Regions from separate parts of the Mus musculus genome. Here regions 1 and 3 are each linked to region 2. Evidence: chromatin contacts called from public HiChIP or PLAC-seq data. All regions are on one chromosome and are shown on one strand. Each heading gives the region's core, a stretch centred on a gene start, on an enhancer-like site or on the middle of the called end of the contact. The rest is flanking DNA. Distances are from core to core; before and after follow the strand shown. Region 1 holds the start of Cbr1 (carbonyl reductase 1). Region 2 overlaps Runx1 (runt related transcription factor 1). Region 3 overlaps D430001F17Rik (a long non-coding RNA gene).

What was found. HiChIP or PLAC-seq counts read pairs in DNA pulled down with a chosen protein or histone mark.
Region 1: a FOXA1 HiChIP or PLAC-seq map of pancreatic cancer cells shows a contact between it and region 2. The contact joins the promoter of Cbr1 here to the enhancer-like site in region 2. A contact is called at or near these places in 4 of 39 promoter capture datasets (cranial neural crest, embryonic stem cells, hematopoietic stem and progenitor cells and 1 more), 2 of 484 Hi-C or Micro-C datasets (both in embryonic stem cells), 24 of 115 datasets of contacts at active chromatin or transcription factors (the NIH/3T3 cell line, the SCID.adh cell line, acute myeloid leukemia and 17 more) and 5 of 9 other capture datasets (adipose tissue, embryonic stem cells, liver and 2 more).
Region 3: a contact with region 2 is called in an HNF4G HiChIP or PLAC-seq map of pancreatic cancer cells. The contact joins two enhancer-like sites. A contact is called at or near these places in 1 of 115 datasets of contacts at active chromatin or transcription factors (pancreatic cancer cells) and 1 of 9 other capture datasets (embryonic stem cells).

What each region holds. Positions count from the first base shown.
Region 1 is chr16:93,605,982-93,610,122 of GRCm38.p6, forward strand. Cbr1 (carbonyl reductase 1) reads left to right here and starts at 1,856. Exons shown (of 3, transcript NM_007620.2): 1 at 1,856-2,273; 2 at 2,808-2,915; 3 at 3,814-4,141. The coding sequence starts at 1,985.
Region 2 is chr16:92,685,642-92,689,473 of GRCm38.p6, forward strand. It overlaps Runx1 (runt related transcription factor 1), which reads right to left. Exons shown (of 8, transcript NM_001111021.2): 4 at 3,335-3,491. Among named protein-coding and RNA genes, the nearest start is that of Gm30281, 75 kb to the right of the region's middle. Within about 2 kb of position 1,495, at least 28 of the 459 cell types and tissues checked have an H3K27ac peak or open chromatin away from gene starts, as enhancers often do. A contact at or near this core is called in pancreatic cancer cells, where this site is marked.
Region 3 is chr16:91,960,832-91,964,958 of GRCm38.p6, forward strand. D430001F17Rik (a long non-coding RNA gene) reads left to right here. Exons shown (of 4, transcript XR_876250.1): 2 at 310-404; 3 at 735-828; 4 at 1,055-4,127. Among named protein-coding and RNA genes, the nearest start is that of D430001F17Rik, 8.9 kb to the left of the region's middle. Within about 2 kb of position 1,495, at least 198 of the 459 cell types and tissues checked have an H3K27ac peak or open chromatin away from gene starts, as enhancers often do. A contact at or near this core is called in pancreatic cancer cells, where this site is marked.

The DNA.
Region 1 (4,141 bases), core at 606-3,105, 920 kb after region 2:
ATATATAAAAGAGCAAACCATAAACAGCTAAATTATCCTGGATGACAGAGCAGGTATCCAGACCATGCAAGGTGTGACCACATCTATGTGACACTGCTGAGCGCCGAGGACACTGGAGGGGTGTTTGCTCAAGCAAGACCAACAAGATCCTTTTATGCCTTGACTGTGATGGACACAAAACCTAAAATGCCAAGGAAATCATACAGAATGAATAAATTTACCTGAGGTCACAAAAGAGGAGTCTGAACAGAACTGGAAGCTTGTCTTGCTGTGGATACGTGGTGTTTTACTATACTTTCGGCAGCTCACAACCTCGTGTGACTCCAGTCTGTGGGATCTGATGCCCGGTGCCCTCTTCTGCCCTCTGGGCATGGCACATGGTACGCAGACATGGGTTCAATCAGAACACGCATACACCGTTCTTGCTTCCTGTGGTTACATGGGTTCCAAGGATTGAACTCAGGCTGCTGGGTGACCAAGGTCCTTGCCCTCACTTGCTGAGCCATCCCACCCTGGGCAGCATTTTTTTTTTTGGATTATTCAGGTTTCTTAAGCAATTGACTAGGAGCTTACTTTGAACGGCAATTTACAAGCAATGTATATGAGGCAGTAGAATATTTTGAAATGGAAATCTTATACCTGTCTCCTTTATTTTACTGTATTCCTAATACAATGACCTTCATACACACAGAGAGGTCTTCCTGTGGGGTCAGTATAACTAAAATGTCTTATTTTAATCTAAATGGCCACTTGTTTCTAATAGCAACCTACTGAATGGAGAGGAAACGAAACTTGACCTGGAGATCCCTATAGCCAGGGTGTTAGGAACCAGTGACGAAATCTGTTTCCCACGACTGAACCAAATGTCATTTTGCGAGCATATGGCATCATGTCATCTTAAAAAGGGACTAAAAGGGTGCATTGTGGTGCACAGAAGAGCAGCATCCCCTGAAGGCCCTGTACACATCTGTACACTCAATACAAACATCCAGGTAAGACAAAGCAATTAGAAGTATCTAAAGGGATACCACAGGCTAGTAAGGAATGTTTCCTGCCCAAAGATTACCCCAATAGCTTTGCTTTGGTGTCCTAAGAGGTGAATTCAACACAAATTGCGATTCCTCATCATAATCTCCCAGTTTGTCCTACAATTCAAGTTCCTACAACTTAAGTGGCAGCTTTATGTTATTTTTTTTAAACACCAGAAAGAAAACGTACAGAGGTCCAATTTGCAAGTTGGGGAAAACAGTGAAAAATTCATACAAGTAATGAGGAAGACCTAGACCCGTGGGCAAGCTGAATGCATGATTTCCAGGTGCAAAGCTGTGTTTCTCTCTCTCTCTCTCTCTCTCTCTCTCTCTCTCTCTCTCTCTCTCTCTCTCTCTCTCTCTCTCTCTCCCTCCCTCCCTCCCTCCCTCCCTCCCTCCCTCCCTCCCTCCCTCCCTCCCTCCCTCCCTCCCTCCCTCTCTCTCTCTCTCTCTCTCTCTCTCTCTCTCTCTCGCCTTCTCCTGCAGTCTTGCCTGGCAGCTGGCTTCAACACGCCTTCAGGAAAAAGCCTGAGATGTCAGTCATTTGACCTGGCCGGTTTTTTTCCTGGCTGGTATGTAACCCCCAACTGCATAATGCATAATCTGAGATAACAGACAACCTGACACCTTTCGTTGCATGGTAAACTTTTATTTAAAAAAAAAACAAAAAACAAAAAAAAAAAAACGGAGTTCAGGTAAGGTGAGCCATTTCCTAAATACACAGCAATTTGACAAGAGGCAACTTTAAAATCCACACTAAACAACAAACACACCCCCCACCAGCCACGCCCCCCGTAGGGAGGGGGCTTAAACTGCGCATGCGTGCTAGGTGCGACATTGTCGACGCCAATTTCAGTCCGCCAGTGAACCGGTCTTGAACCACTCTCCAGCAGCCTCGAGAGGCAGAGTTTGCGCCAAGTTCCTTGGTCTCCGACGGCCTCCCTTCTCACGCAGCCATGTCTTCCAGCAGACCCGTGGCGCTGGTGACCGGTGCTAACAAAGGAATCGGATTCGCGATCACTCGTGACCTGTGTCGGAAATTCTCCGGGGACGTGGTGCTCGCGGCGCGGGACGAGGAGCGGGGCCAAACGGCAGTGCAAAAGCTGCAGGCGGAGGGCCTGAGCCCACGCTTCCACCAGCTGGACATCGACAACCCGCAGAGCATTCGCGCACTGCGCGACTTTCTGCTCAAGGAATACGGAGGCCTGGACGTGCTGGTCAACAACGCAGGCATCGCCTTCAAGGGTAAGCCATTGGGTGTGGAGATGGAAGGTGGCTTCCCCAGAGCCTGGTGGCAAGGTGGGCTGTGCCTCTCTGGGATCATTACTAGGACCAGGAGCACTATGCTGTAGGACTCTGAAACAGATCCCCTGGGAGAAACAGGACAGGGTAGTAGGGGCTGCAGGAAAGCAGAGCCTCAATGTTCGCCATCATTTCTAGGTTTCCCTCACCCAGTTGTTGAGTAATTGAATTGGACTTGGCGATACTTAAGTGGAACTATATCTGATACTGAAATAAGCAAGAGATTGAGGAGAGAGAAAGAGACAGAGGGAAACGGTGTTTCCTTAAGATCCTGATATATACAAACTTCACCTAGCCACCCCCAGTGGTGGTGGTGTCTTTCAAGCACAATAGAAAATTGTCAGATGGACAGTGATGCAGAGCTGTATGTAAACAAGACTGTACTTGCAAGTGGATCTCTAAAGCTCTAGCTTACTTAGGTCTTTACATTTCCACTCCGCTAACTCGGTTCTCTTCTCCCCCCCCCCCCCCCGAAAGTCAATGACGACACCCCCTTCCACATTCAAGCAGAGGTGACAATGAAAACGAACTTTTTTGGTACCCGAGATGTCTGCAAGGAGCTGCTCCCTCTAATAAAACCCCAAGGTGAGTCTGCCAGGTGACTTCCGGGCTCAGCTCCTCTCCCTACTGCACAGCCTCTCTGCCACTGTGAGGCACTGCTCAGACCTTTGATCTCAATTCTTTTGTGGCCATTGACTTTCTCTTTGCATACGCAGCTCTTCTTAATCTTCAGATAAGATTCCAGCATCCACTTCTTCCACCTCCTCACCCATTAGGGGCTTTAGGACTCCAATTATGTCTGAAATATTTTGCATACATACTGACATCCCACTGGCCACAATGGCCTGTCCCCACAAGTGCTAAGATTGTACCCAACTACATCCCTCAGCCCAGCTCCACAGCAGCTCTCAGCTGTCAAGATGAACCCTACAAACCCTCTGAGGAAACCACCTTTCTGGAGCAGGACTTCTTTGCCTCTCTACAGCACTCAGCCCCTCCTAAAATCCTTCAGGAAGAAAATCAGGCCTTTAGCAGGGCTCACAAGACTCTATAATCTCACCCTTCCTTATTCCGAGCTCATGTTAGTGCTCCATCAACATGAGAAACCTTTCTGGAAAAACAAACTATCACATTACATTTCTCATGAACTGCTCTCATACCACAAGTCTTTGAATAGCACGTGAATGACCAGTCATTAAACACACCAGTAATGATGAGGGAGCCACTTTGAAAATGTGAGTCTCTGGTATAGAGTTGACTAAGTATGGCTCTCTCAGAACTCCTGTCCTCTCTCCTGTCTTCCCCTCTGGACCAGATCTCACGGTCATCTGGCTTCTCTGCTCACACAAACCTCAAAAGCAAAAAACCAGATTCTCTGCTACTTAACTCCTGTTCTGTGCATCCCTGTCTCACATGAAATCTTTCTGATACAATTCTCACCAGATGTAAAGTGCTGTTCTTGTACATGGTGATGTGTTTTTAGGCAGAGTGGTGAATGTGTCCAGCATGGTGAGTCTCAGGGCCCTGAAAAACTGCAGGCTGGAGCTGCAGCAGAAGTTTCGAAGCGAGACCATCACAGAGGAGGAGCTGGTGGGGCTCATGAACAAGTTTGTGGAAGATACAAAGAAAGGAGTCCATGCGGAAGAAGGTTGGCCTAATAGTGCATATGGGGTCACCAAGATTGGGGTGACAGTCCTGTCCAGAATCCTTGCCAGGAAACTTAATGAGCAGAGGAGAGGGGACAAGATCCTTCTGAATGCCTGCTGCCCTGGGTGGGTCAGAACCGACATGGCAGGACCAAAAGCCACCAA
Region 2 (3,832 bases), core at 245-2,744:
TGGGTGTTTGCAGATGTCACTGCCAAGGTTTCTTAAATGTTTGTCACCTCACACCCCAGCTCATGGGAGCAAGTTACAGACCGAGAAAAAGGCTCAGCTAATTGACCTCCCTCATGAAAGAGATCTCTTTTTGACCCTGAACTCGGAGATGACTGATAATCTCAGGCCCTGTGACTAAAGCATGCATTGTTCTGGGCAGCCTCCTGAGCGCCCTCCTAATCTCTGGACTTCAGAGAGGGTCTCCCAAGATCCCGTCTGATTTTCACCCCACCCTAAACTCCCAACCGGGAGCAGCTATCTCTCCTTCCTTTGTAGAGCCCCACAGATAATCAACATGCAGATTGGGAATCAAAGGGAGAAACATTCCTATGAGGAGATACACCCGAGCTGATCTAAAGGAGAGCAGGCGGAAGCCATGGTCATGGAGGAAGCAGGCAGGAGCTTCCTCTGCCTTCACCAGGTTTTCACAGGGGCCAGCAGGCAGCCAGGGCTTAGAAGCCAGACAGGCAGGTTTTCCCAGTCACAGGCTGAACCTGAGGTTAGAGCTGAGCATCAGCCAGCTCCCAGACAGATCCATTTCTTGGAACAGAGAAAAATCCTTCCTTGGTTAACTGGCAGTTTCTGTGAGGGTCACAATCCTCAAAATCTGGCATCTGGTAACAAGAAAGGAGGGTGTCCATTCATGTCATCTCTACCCTTTATCCCACACGGAGTACCCAGGCCCCTCCGAGAAGCCATCACTGACAGAATCCCAAACTGACCTTACGGAATGTGGATGTGTTGGAAGGCCAGGACCTTCTGGGCCAGTGTGTGGCCTCTGAGGGCATATTTTTAGGCACATTTAAAAAAATGAAAAATGAAATAGTCGGGTCTTAAGATCGTTCCATAAAGCATAATGCAACTTTTAAAGGATAAGGTTCAACCAGGGAGATTAGGGCTAATTGTGAGAATTAGTGAGAGTCATTTCTTCAGTTTCTAATGGGAAGCAAATCGCAAGAGAGAAGGAGAGAAAGAGAGTGAGAGAGGGTGGGGTGGGCTGGGCTGGGGAATATCCAGCAGGCTTTGATGGCATGAAAAATCAAAATAAAATCATATTTTGTGACTACAAAGTGAAATTATGAGATAAAACCATGTTTATTACACCGACAGCTCACTTGTCTTGGTATTGACATGAAAAATTTAAACCATAAAAACTCAAGACCAACATTATATATAGAAACCATAACTGGGTCAAGTGGTCAATTAGTCCTCCTGAGTTTTAATTACTCGTTACCCCTCATGAAGAGGAGAGCCTGCTCAAGTCAAATATAATCCAATTTTTTGCATCTGATTAATTTTTTTCATTCCAGGGTATGGGAAACCAGCCTCGCCTTGGGTGCTGCTGTTTTCCTGGGGGGGGGGGGCGGTTATGCAAACTCAAGTGCACACTGGCACGAATCAGACAGCAGAGTGCAAACACTCCACGCCTTGGGGAAACAGTCCATTGTTCCTCAGGTAAACACCAGCACCTCTTAGTCACCCACTCAAAACAGAAATGGCCAAAGAGGGATAGGCGACCAGCACATAGCACCACCAAGGTAGGCAGGCACGCTGCTTTCAGAACCCCACTCTTGATCATCATCAACTGGCTGCCACGGTCGTCACAAAGCCACCATGCAACTCCCTACGGGAAAATGTCACTGGAATAGTCCATTAAATAGTCTTCGAAACTTCCATAGCCAAACATGACAAAAAGACCCACTTAGACGCCTAGGAGTATGGGGACATGTTCTCTGGCAACCCAGCTAGATCCTACGAACTAAGCTTATTGCTAGGCAGGTGGGCGTGGGCCTGGCTGTTGGGGTCTTCCTTTCTTCTTGGCTTCCCACCCGCTCGGCCAGCGACTCATCTGAAACCTCCCTGATATTTTCTAAACACATGCCTCTGAACCGTAATGCGAATTCCATTTGCTGAAAGGCAGACTTTCAATATTCCAAGTGGATCCACTTAAGGGCGCAGGCTCTCCCAGGCCTTCGATAAGTGGGTAGACTCTTCTTTCAATCACCCTATTATTAGCACAGTAGCGCGAACACATATTTTCAATAACATTATATGTTCTCTACATTTTTTTCTCCAGCTGTGACATCATTCTGAAAATGCCCTGGGCATCTGGGGGCAGGGGTAGGGGAGCAAACACAGAAGTCCAGGCTCACACTCTCAACTCTCTCCTCTTTCCCACTATGAACACGGAATTTCCACTGTTCTGAACGCCTTCAGAATCAGTAGTAACAATCCCTTTGCTTGACATTTCTTGTCTGTTGCCAGTCTACCTGCTTTGTTTTGCTTGCTTGGTGCTGGGGATCAAACTAAAGGCCTTTCACACGGAAGGCTCTACCACTGAGCGATGGACACGACTAGCCCCTCCCTGTGTCTTCCCCTCTCTGAGAACTGATCGTATGACTTAGATATATGTCATTCCGCTTTGATTAAGCTAGAGATATCATTTACGGCTAAGATCGTTCAATTCTACATTACAAAGGTGAGGGTTTAAGCGAAGACCTTGCTCCTAGACTCTCACACGGCCTGCTGATGTTTGTAAAATGTGCCGTAGCTCCTTGAAATGAAGAGAGAACACATACCTCGGAAGATAACTGGAAAGCAGACAAGCCTACAGTGAGAGCAGGTCCTCTTTCTACTCCAATAGTTTAATAACTGGTTAAAGGTGAGGCATAATAACTGCATGTCCAGCTGGGCTAAGGAAATAATTTGGTCTCTCACATGAGCAGTATCTAAATGTTAAGTGAGCCTGGCTTCTCCCACCAAACCATACACAAAGAATGCATAGTGAAGGTCACACTGCTCTCAGATGTACCAGTAAGAGTCCATTTTTTTTAATCCTAGGAATATAAGCTTACTTAAAACTATATCAATAAGGGTTCCCCCAAAATTATTGATGTGACCAACTGAAACCCTGTCGCATGTTCGAGGGAGCGTAAGTACCATATGATAAAGGCTCATGGCTTTGATTATCCCATAGTGACCACCCATTATACAATCTCAGTCCTCATTCTGGGGTGGTTCGCTCACTTATCTCAGTTTAGGAAAACGGTGGAATGTTTTATTGAACTTCACAATTCACGCATCACACACTGTGCGTTCCAAGTCCATCACACGCTGTGCGTTCCAAGTCAGTTGTAAGCCAATTTAGTCATCAAAACGTGATAATATCCAGTTGTTAGGTATCAAATAAACATTACCTTAAATAAATATCATTATGCTGCATCAATAATAAGAAACGGCTACTATTTGGAAAACCCGGGTTCGAATTTCACACCCATCCGTGACAGATACGCACCTCTACCGCTCCGCCCGACAAACCTGAGGTCGTTGAATCTCGCTACCTGGTTCTTCATGGCCGCGGTAGCATTTCTCAGTTCTGCCGAGTAGTTTTCATCGTTGCCTGCCATGACGGTGACCAGAGTGCCATCCGGGACGTCCCCCAGTGCCACCACCTAGACGTCAACCAAGGGACAAATGCAGACATCAGTGCTGTCACAGGCACCTGGCTGTGTCATTTGTCTGGCAATTGCGCTGATGTTAAACTTAATGCTTAATGGTGACACTTTCTAGTTTATAGAAGAGCCGTCCGTCATCATTTGATCATCGTGACAGAAACAGCTTGCTGTGAGTCCTGCGATGCAGAGACAGGTGTGGATTTTCAAATAAGGAAGACACAGAGATTAAAGGAGAAAAGCCACAGAAGGTCACAGGACACAGTGGGAACAAGACAAGCGGGGACAGGAATTCTGAAAAGCTACTACTGTTTCTCATTGGTACAGTTATCTCTTAAGAC
Region 3 (4,127 bases), core at 245-2,744, 720 kb before region 2:
ATGTGGTACCTGGAGTAGATGAAATAAGACTGGCGATTGGTAATGATGCTAGACGCAGTGTGATGAGCATTGTGGTGGTCAGTGTTGACAGCTGGATACACCATATAATTATCTCAATGAGGGGGTGTCTAGCTGAACCTGGCTTGTGCACATGTCTATGAAGGATGTTCAGGTTAGATGGGAAGCCCTGCCTACTGTGAGCATCACTATTCCCTTGGCAGGGATCCTGAACTGTGTGAGAACAGAGAGACCCAGCTGGGCGCTCCCATGCAGGCCCCGACTCCCCGTTCTCTCTGCTCTTGACTGTAGGCGTAACCAGCTGCTTCAGGCTCCTGCCTTGACTTCCCTGAAGTGATAGACTGCAACCTGGGATTGTGAGCTAAGTAAACCCTTCTCTTAGTAAGGTATTTTTTTTTTTAATCGCATCCACAGGAAATAAAAGTAGATAAACATTGAGAGGTTTATTAAGGCCATCTCCTCTAGTTTTTGTGCATGTTTGAATATTTCCATAATAATAATAAAAAAAGAAAAACAGTTACCTGTCTTATATCTATCCCTAGGACTTTTATGTTCAGGGAATGGATTTAATACATTTAATTAAAGCATGCGAGGTAATAAAATTACTAAGTTGCTGTAACACAAAAGCATTTGTGGTTTAAACATTGAATCTTCAATGCCGTTGCTCAACGATGCAAATAATGTGGACTTTTGATTCTCACTCCAAACTTGAAAAGGAGACTCTTGTCATGAGCCTGTTCCTGACTCTCCACCAGGCATGGAGTTAGCCTGATCCCTGATCCCCGATCCCCGGCTTTTGCTGCATTTCCGGTAACTATTTCCTTTTCTTTTCCAATAATGTTTTTTATAATGTGAAAACATTGCATAACGCTTAGAAATGCATTCAGTCTCGTTGACTCCTAGATTTCATTATTTTTCTGTGGGGCTGACGGGGCATACTGAATTCATCCTGTTAAATACAGGAACTAATAGGGGTTCTGAGAGGTTAATTGGATTTAGTTAGTTAATTCTTTCTTGTAACTGTGTCTCCTTACAGACATACAGCGTGCACTGAGCTGATGACATATCTGATGTGGTTCAAGGCTCCCGAGAGAGCTAAAAGGTACCTGAGTCTGAGGAGCCCTCAATGGGGAATAGCAAGCCAGACAGCTTGCTAATGGACAGACAGAATGAGACACCTGGCTGGCCCTTCAAATGGGCAGAAGTTTCTTACCTTCCCATACTTAATGCCAGGATTAGAATCCAGGCCCAGAGACCAGCCCACCTCTGTCCAATGGGACCCAATCTCTCGGCAGCAATTCTGGCTCTCGGTTTTTAATCTTAGATTCCAGTTTTCTTTGTTCCTTAATTTTCCCTGTGGGATGTTTTTTTTTTTTTTCCCATAGAGCTTTGTGTGGTTCTGTTATGGAGCATAGAAGGAGGGCTGATTTCTCTGTTGGGAGGTGAGGGGAGCACTCTGTCACTCTGATGGAATGGATTGGAAGTGGGTGGATGCTGGCCAACCTGTGTCCTGCTAAGATGCAGCCTAGGGGAATGTCCGTCCCTCACCCCCAGCTGCCTTCGCTCTGCTGGCTGCTGGTCACGTGTCCCTGTTTACCTGCACAGGCAGTCATTATTCACCCCTTCCCACGTACCCCCACACTTGCACACAAAGCCAGAGAGTGGCTTACATTTTCTTTTCTTTCTTTCTTTTATTTTTTTTTATTTTTATTTTTTTTTTTTAAAAGAACCTTCCCCAAACCCATTCTAAAATGTCAAGTGTTTCAGTTTGAGGAAAAAAAAAGCTGAAAAAACCGTGACTCATGACAAGGCTGACAAACAGCTCTGAGGGTATGCTGGTGAGTCACTCTGAGACTGTAGCGGCGAGGGCCAGCGGTGGGGAGATTGTCAGGAGACCAGCCAGTAAAATTCCACAACTCTCCCGAGCAGAGTAGGAGGTAATTCAAAAACCCTGGGATTTTTCCAGCTCTCATTTCATGTAGGACTCAGGCTGCTCTTAGATATGTTGATCTCCTCAGGAAATCATCAAGAATGATTACCAAAAATATAAAACAAAAAAAAAAACCAAAAAACAAAAAAAACCCCAAAACCCACCCCCACGTTATTATCTTTCTGTGCCCAGTGCCATGTTGAACCAGCCCTGTTTGCCACTGCGCACTAGCGAGGCTGCTGGGTTGTCTGGAAGGGTCTTGGGTTGCTAGGCAACAGCACTGGCAGCATCCATCATGCCCAGTAATATCAGTGTGGCCAGCAGAGCACATTGGTCCCCCACCCCCACCCTCTCCCCCAGCCTCCCCACCCCTTGTGAAAATGTTAATTTGCATCTTGGGGACAGGAGCTGTGCCAGGTGATCTTGTGTATAAAATAATTCAGTGCAGGGTACAAAGTGCAAATACTGTTTCTAGTCGCAAGACAGAATGTGTGACGTCGTCGTCGTCGCAGATACAGACCTGTTTGTGAACGTACTTTATATTAGCCGTGTGTGTAGGTGTGATGTAAAAGCCATTGTGTCAAATGCATCCTCATGTCTTCTGCCGTTCAATCATTTTTCCTGTCTGCCCACACACATCTTATTTACGCCTTGCTCTCTCTCTCTCTCTCTCTCTCTCTCTCTCTCTCTCTCCTCCCTCTGTCCCTTCCCCCTTTCTCTTTGTGCTGTGGTCTCCTGGTGATGGAGTTATTGTTTGTATGTCGGGATGTGTAGACAGGAGGAAGTGTATTTCTAGAGGTGAGAGGGCCCCATGGTTATGGTTGGAGGCCTCTCTTTACAAGGCTTTTCAATGTGGCAATTGTGTTCCAGAAATGCTTCTTTTGGGGGTGGGTCTCCATCAGGCCAAGGTCTGTCTGTGCCTTTTATTTACTGTCAATAGGCAGCAGTCACAGGGAACTGGTAAAGGGCCAGAGGGAGCAATGTGGCAGGTGGGAAGGAGACCCAAATCTTTTCTCCTTCCCAGTCCACGCTGGCATTTCTACAAGTTACTGCATTCTGTGACTTTCCTGGGAAGACACAAACAAATGTCTATTCACCGCCGCAGATAGGGCACTGGCCCACTAAAGTCCAGCGTGGCGAACCAGTGGGTTTATTAGGCTTCTTTGTAGGGGCATGGGAGCTCAAAGACAGCTGCAGCTCCTGGGTGGGTGAAGTCTCCTCTTCTCAGGTGTGTCAAGGTGTCAGCGAAGATCAGCCATCATGGGTATTTAAGTTCTCAGCTAGCCCAGGAGGTCTAAGCCTTCATTTCCCCCAGAGGAGAAGCAGGGCATCTTCCATACTGGTACGCAGAGTCTACACGAGTGGTCCTGGGAAGAGGGCTGGGTTACAAGCTTTTCTTCAGACTCCTGGCCCTGTGGCCTTTCTTGCTGGTTCATTATGAGATCTGTTGTCCTCCCTCCCCACCTTCTCTCCCTCCCTCCATCCATCTCTTTCTTTGTTGTAAGGAAAGGTTTTTGTTTCAATTCAATTTTGGCTTACAGTTCCACAGGCACAGAATTCATCATGGTGGAAGGCATGGGAACCTGGAAGCAGAGGGTACATTTCATTTCTACAAAGGAAGCAGAGAAGTGGGGGAGGGGAGGAACTTGCCTTCCTTAAGATTATCTCTTGATACTTCGTTCTTCAGTGGACTGAGGTCTCTCCTGGAGTAGCCGATAAGGTTGGCAGAAGCTTTGGGTAGGACTTTGTTGGCGTTTGAGCCATGGCCTGGGCAAGCTGAGCGATGGGTCTCTGGAGCTCAGGAGGTTTGGGTTGGCCTCTGACATCTCTCTTCATCACCACGGCACTGCGCTGCTGTTCAGGGAGAGCTACATCTAATTCCCAGCTGAGACTGAGCTGTCAAACAGGAAGTCAAACAATGCCTTTTTTGAAGGACTGGTTCTTATTCTGAGGTTGAAACCACAATCGCTGGAGATGGTTGATGTCAGCACCATCTTCTGGTTGACTAGCGGAAGACGCCTCCCATGAAAGGAAAGCGACTGTGTCTCTGGGCTGGTGTTTCCAGTGAAGGGGCAGCAGAATGGACAGCTTTGCCTTCGAGTCTTAGACCACTTCCTACTGCTATGATGACTAAGTACTTGAGGCTGGGGAATCATAAACATGGACCCAGGGAAGGTCA